Regions from separate parts of the Pan troglodytes genome. Here region 2 is linked to region 1. The links are chromatin contacts, called in public Hi-C maps. All regions are on one chromosome and are shown on one strand. The core of a region is the stretch at or near the end of the contact, and the rest is flanking DNA. Distances in the headings are between cores, read along the strand shown.

Region 1 (2,700 bases), core at 99-2,598:
TTGTTTTTTTTTTTTTTGGCTCACTGCAACCTCTGCCTCCTGGGTTCAAGTGATTCTCCTGCCTCAGCCTCCCAAGTAGCTGGGATTACAGACACCCACCACCATACCCAGCTAATTTTTGTATTTGTAGTAGAGAAGGGGTTTCACCAGGTTGGCTGGGCTGGTCTCGAACTCCTGACCTCAAGTGATCTGCCCACCTTGGCGTCCCAAAGTGCTGGGATTACAGGCATGAACCACCCTGCCTGGCCGGGATGTATGCTCTTGGATCCACTGTCTCTCACAGACTAGTGTGGGCCTTGGGCCCCCCTCATTTTGACATCCTTCCAGATGGTTCCCTGCCCCGAGGCCAACCTCCACAGTCATGTGGGCCATGATGGCCCTCTGGTGGCCCTCTAACGTCTCCAGGGCAATGTGGGCAATCTCAGCCTCCGTCTTCCCCAGGAACATCTGACAGGCGGCCGCCAACATCTCCTTGTTCTGCCCCTGGATTTTTACCTGTAGCCAGAGTAGGGGTAGGAAAGGTGTGGTGGGGGTCTCATGAAGTCAGAGAAAAAGCAGAGAGAGAAGGGAGAGCCCTCTAAGAAACGCTTCTTCCATTTCAGGGAAAGAAAGGAGGAGGAGGCAAGTGCCTTGGGGTGCCTGGAAAAGATGAGACTAGCAGAGGAACTTCTCTGCAGGCAAGGGTTGAGAAGACTGTGGCCAGAAGATGTCTTAATGTCTGGGAGAGGGTGATGGGGAAGTGGACTTTGGGGAAAAGGCTCTGAAAGCTTCACCTGGGCAATGCCAGTGACTGAGATGGGGACCCCATGGCGAGTGTAAACCTTTTCACTCTTGACATTGAGGGTCAGTGTGTTGAGAGAGATCCTAGGGGAAAAAGAAGGGGCAGACAGTAAGAAGAGGAGGAAAAAGAGAAAACGGAGGTCCCCCTTCCCTGGTTCCCTTCTTGCCTACCTCTGGATCTGTTGGATGCAGGGCAGGACAAAGACACGCCCTCCAGCCACCATGACTGGGGGGCTTCGGCAGAACCCTGCAAGGTGTGGGGCAGTGAGGAACGGTGGCAGAGCTTGAATGTGGAAGACTGAGGAACTGGCGGGGGTGAGGGGACAGCAACCCACAGGAGAGAATCTGGGAGCTGGAGGGGAAGCAGTCTGGGCCTTGGAATGGTAGGAATCAAACTGGGCAGTTCGTGGCCATCAAGGGGCAGAAGTCTGGCGTTGGGAAGTTGGTAGGGAGAGGGAGAAGGGGCAGAGGCCAGACTCACAGGGGTTCTGGGGTCACTGGCTGGGAAGGGAACAACAGTACTTACCGGAGACCACCATGGCCTCATTTGGGCCACAAGTGAAAAACATGGTTCAGGCTGGAGCTGGAGGAGAGGGAGGGAAAGCCTTTGCGGATGGGGAAGGCGCGCTGTGGCGTCCACAGGGGCCCATCCTTTCCCTTTCCCGTCAGGCCCTCCCAGTCTGCATCCGCCACGGCCCGTCCCTTCTGCACCCATGGGTCCGCTAAGGCTTTTCCCTGCAAAATCCTTAAGATCCCCAGCTACCTCTTCTCCGCCTGCGTATGGTCCCTCCCTTCCCCTCGCCGCTCCCTTTGATAAAGGTCCCCCGCGCCCAGAGGCCTGCAGACCTTTCCCCTCTCTCCCTGCTTCTCGGCAGCCCCAGGCTCCATCTCCCCTCCCCCACTCACCTTCCGGGACACGGGCGGCAGCCCGGCTGGGGTCTCGGGAAGGGCGGGGTCGCGCAGGGACCTGGGAGACGGGCAGGGGCCGCTCGCAGACCAGCTTTCCTGGGAGCTGGCCCCGCTCCCGCGTTCCCCACCCGGCCGCACCCTGTTGCTGCGGAGACGCGACCCCGCCCCCCGCAACGGACTAAGCACCCCCACTTCGCCCCGCCTCGGCCCAGTGCGCTCGGCCCGCCCCTTTCCCGGCAGGCCCCGCTAGAGTCCGCAGCCCGCCCGCCCGCTGGCTCTCGGGCCCAGCCGGGCTGCCTGGTTAGCCCGGGGAGGGCCACATCCCTGCCGCCCCAGTCACCGCCCTTCTTGAGCCGGGAATCCCGCCCACGCCGCGCCACGCTCCGCCCCCGGGTGAGGGACTTGACCACCGCCTGGCACCCTGGCGTAAGGGTGATTGCCACATCTCGGATTCGCCGCGGGGCAACTACCTGGGAAAACCGCAGACTGGGCAATGAAAGACTACATCCGGCAACCGGATGCTGGGTTCTGTGACTCCAGGAAAAGGGGCTCCTGGGCCCAGGGAGGTGCGCGGGCCTGGGACTCGGCCACGGCGCCTCCCGCCGGTCCTTGCCATCTGAAGGCGGGGAGGAGTGGGGAGTGGGCGCTTGCAAAGATACACTCAAGACTGCAGACAGTAAATCAATTTTATTTGTGTTCACAGAACATACTAGGCGATCTCGACAGTCGCTCCGTGACAGCCCACCAACCCCCAACCCTCTACCTCGCAGCCGCCCTAAAGGCGACTTCAAGAAGATGGAAGGATCTCACGGATCTCATTCCTAATGGTCCGCCGAAGTCTCACACAGTAGACAGACGGAGTTGAGATGCTGGAGGATGCAGTCACCTCCTAAACTTACGACCCACCACCAGACTTCATCCCAGCCGGGACGTCCTCCCCCACCCGAGTCCTCCCCATTTCTTCTCCTACTTTGCCGCAGTTCCAGGTGTCCTGCCTCCACCAGTCCCACA
Region 2 (2,700 bases), core at 149-2,648, 170 kb after region 1:
GCCTCCCGAGTAGCTGGGATTACAGGTGCCCACCACCACGCCCGGCTAATTTTTGTATTTTTAGTAAAGACGGGGTTTCACCATGTTGGCCAGGATGGTCTCGAACTCCTGACCTCGGGTGATTCGCCGCCTCGGCCTCCCAAAGTGCTAGGATTACAGGCGTGAGTCACCGCGCCCGGCCTGGAGTGTGTATTATCCCAATTTTACGGGGAGTAATTGTGCTCACTCGGCTCACCACCAAGTCGCCATAGCGCGCCTCCGCAAGGAAGCCCTCCAGGCACTTCTACTTTCCCGGACCCGCCTCCCGCTCCAGCCGGTTACACGCGCCGTTAGCAGCGTGGGCGGAGTTGGTTCTGCCTTCGCGGAACCAACTGGTCCAGCTTCTGGTGTCTCCCCTCGCTCAATTAAAAGCCAGCTCCTCTCCTTTCGGCTTCCCCACGGTGCCTTTCGGGATTTGTAGTCAGACGCGCTTCAGCCGGCTCTAAGGAGAGCAAAGGCAAGACTCCAATTCCCAGCATCCCCCGCGCCCGGAGAGTGCAGCGTCTATTCTCATCCTCTTCACTTTTCCACTCCTCCCCTTACCTCCCTTCTCTTCTGAATTCTCCATTCCGGGCTCTTGCCTGTGAAATCTTTCTTTGCTTTCCCCATCTTTTCCTCGCATTTTTTCACCATCTTTCCCTCAATCTCCAGGAGCCAATGCGAGACTTTGGCTCCGATTAAGCGACGGCCCGAGACTCGGGGTGCGCGAGGAGGATCGACAGAGTGGTGAGGGGACCTAGGAGGGCGGGAGTGGCAGAGGTATGAGAGAGAGAGAGGTGAGTGAGAGGCGAAGAGTGAGAGGAAGGCAGGGAGAAGCTAGGAGATCGGAAGGCGTGGGTCAGGGTGAATGACGTGAAGTAGACTTGGGAAGGGAAAAGAGGTGGCTTTAGATTTGGGAAGCATGGAGGGGAGAGGTTACCGCCGTACTTAGCAGAAGTGGGCTAAGAGATAGAAGATAGGAAGGACGGGCAGATTTGGAGCTTATAGACTGGTCTGATCAGGATGGGATGGAAGAGAGAGGTGTGGGCTCAATTTTCTTTGTCCTTGTTTAGCCAAAGATGAGACAAGTCATTGAAATACAAAATGATCTTGCAAACACTGGACAGTTAACAATTCTGTCACTTGGTAATTGAGGGAAGACTGGAGTTGAAGGGCAGAAATAGGGTGAGGAGGCAAGAAAGGGAGGGAGATTGGTCAGGTTTGGGAGAAACCAGAGGAGATGAGTGACATGGGAAAGGAGACCACAGAAAAGGTGGGGTTATTGTGGGGACTGATGGATCTGGAATCAGTTAGAAAGGTCAGGGGTGACACTGGCATGGATGGTGAGGTTGCACTTCTGACGTTTGCATTCCTCAGGTGATGGAGAGCACCCCTTCAAGGGGACTGAACCGAGTACACCTACAATGCAGGAATCTGCAGGAATTCTTAGGGGGCCTGAGCCCTGGGGTATTGGACCGATTGTATGGGCACCCTGCCACATGTCTGGCTGTCTTCAGGTGAGGAGCCCCTTCATGGCAGGGAAATGTAATGGGGTCTGCGGACTGGAATAAAATATCATAGGTAAAAGTGTAGCAGCCTGGAGTCGGGGTGGGGACTGGGGGCGAGGGTTGGAAATTGCTCTAAAGTGTGGAGGCCAAAACAGCAGGACTGGTAAAGTTGTGCTGGAGTGAGATGAGATGTTTGAGAGGTAACTGAGGGCAGAGATGCAGATACAATGCAGCTTCTGATATTAACCTTTGACCTCTGTCCCTGTACAGGGAGCTCCCATCCTTGGCTAAGAACTGGGTGATGCGGATGCTCTTTCTGGAGCAGCCTTTGCCACAGGCTGCTGTAGCTCTGTGGGTAAAGAAGGAATTCAGCAAGTAAGTCTCAGCCAGATACAAATTTCTCAACAGCTACATTTCCCAAACTGCTGTTCCTTGGAGCACTTCCAGGAAGTGTTAATAGATATATCACAAAACTTAAAAATAAATACATTTGGGAAACTCTGCATACTGCCTTTTCCCTTTTATTTATTTCCCAGCTGAGATCTTGCTTTCAAATGTATCCTCCCTCTTAAAGAGTTATGTGTGATATCTGTAATGAGGCTCTGATAAGTAATGCAGTAAAGAATTTGTCTTAAGAGGATACTAATTTCACTCTGTGGAACAGTGTTCCAAGGATCAGCAAGTTCAGAACAGGCAGAGATGGTGGCTTTTATGGGCCTCCTTTTTGTTCTCCAAATACCCTACTCACCTCTCTGCTTCTGTTCCAGGGCTCAGGAGGAAAGTACAGGGCTGCTGAGCGGCCTCCGGATCTGGCACACCCAGCTGCTCCCAGGCGGGCTCCAGGGCCTCATCCTCAACCCCATTTTCCGCCAGAACCTCCGCATTGCCCTTCTGGGTGGGTATGTCACTTCTGTCTCTTCCTAAGCTAGGGCAGGGGAACTGCTGCTTATTAAACCACTAATTAAACTTTGGGAGGGGGAGCTCCTAGGGGCCTTCCCAGAACCTTGTGGTCTCCACGTTGGGAACTCCTTTAGGAGTAAGTTGGACCAGATGTAGTGTGTGGTGTAGGAAATGTCCCCCACTCATGGCCCCTGAGGATAAGGGTGGAAAGATGGCAGAGGGCAGCAAGGAACACAGACAGGGTTCCTTACTCTTTTTTTGTTGTTCTGTTTTG

Evidence for each region. Hi-C and Micro-C count contacts between places; a contact is called where the count stands out from the background.
Region 2: a Hi-C map of stem cell-derived neural progenitor cells shows a contact between it and region 1, with 2.1 times the contacts expected there. The contact joins the promoter of GTF2H4 here to the promoter of FLOT1 in region 1. A contact is called at or near these places in 2 of 7 Hi-C or Micro-C datasets (induced pluripotent stem cells and stem cell-derived neural progenitor cells) and 1 of 1 datasets of contacts at active chromatin or transcription factors (stem cell-derived excitatory neurons).

What each region holds. Positions count from the first base shown.
Region 1 is chr5:36,620,798-36,623,497 of NHGRI_mPanTro3-v2.0_pri, forward strand. It overlaps FLOT1 (flotillin 1), which reads right to left and starts at 1,349. Exons shown (of 12, transcript NM_001042381.1): 1 at 1,307-1,349; 2 at 952-1,027; 3 at 774-864; 4 at 352-495. The coding sequence starts at 1,349. It overlaps LOC107975444 (a long non-coding RNA gene), which reads left to right and starts at 2,082. Exons shown (of 2, transcript XR_001718987.4): 1 at 2,082-2,255; 2 at 2,393-2,700.
Region 2 is chr5:36,787,825-36,790,524 of NHGRI_mPanTro3-v2.0_pri, forward strand. GTF2H4 (general transcription factor IIH subunit 4) reads left to right here and starts at 1,399. Exons shown (of 13, transcript NM_001045503.1): 1 at 1,399-1,535; 2 at 1,797-1,901; 3 at 2,294-2,425. The coding sequence starts at 1,399.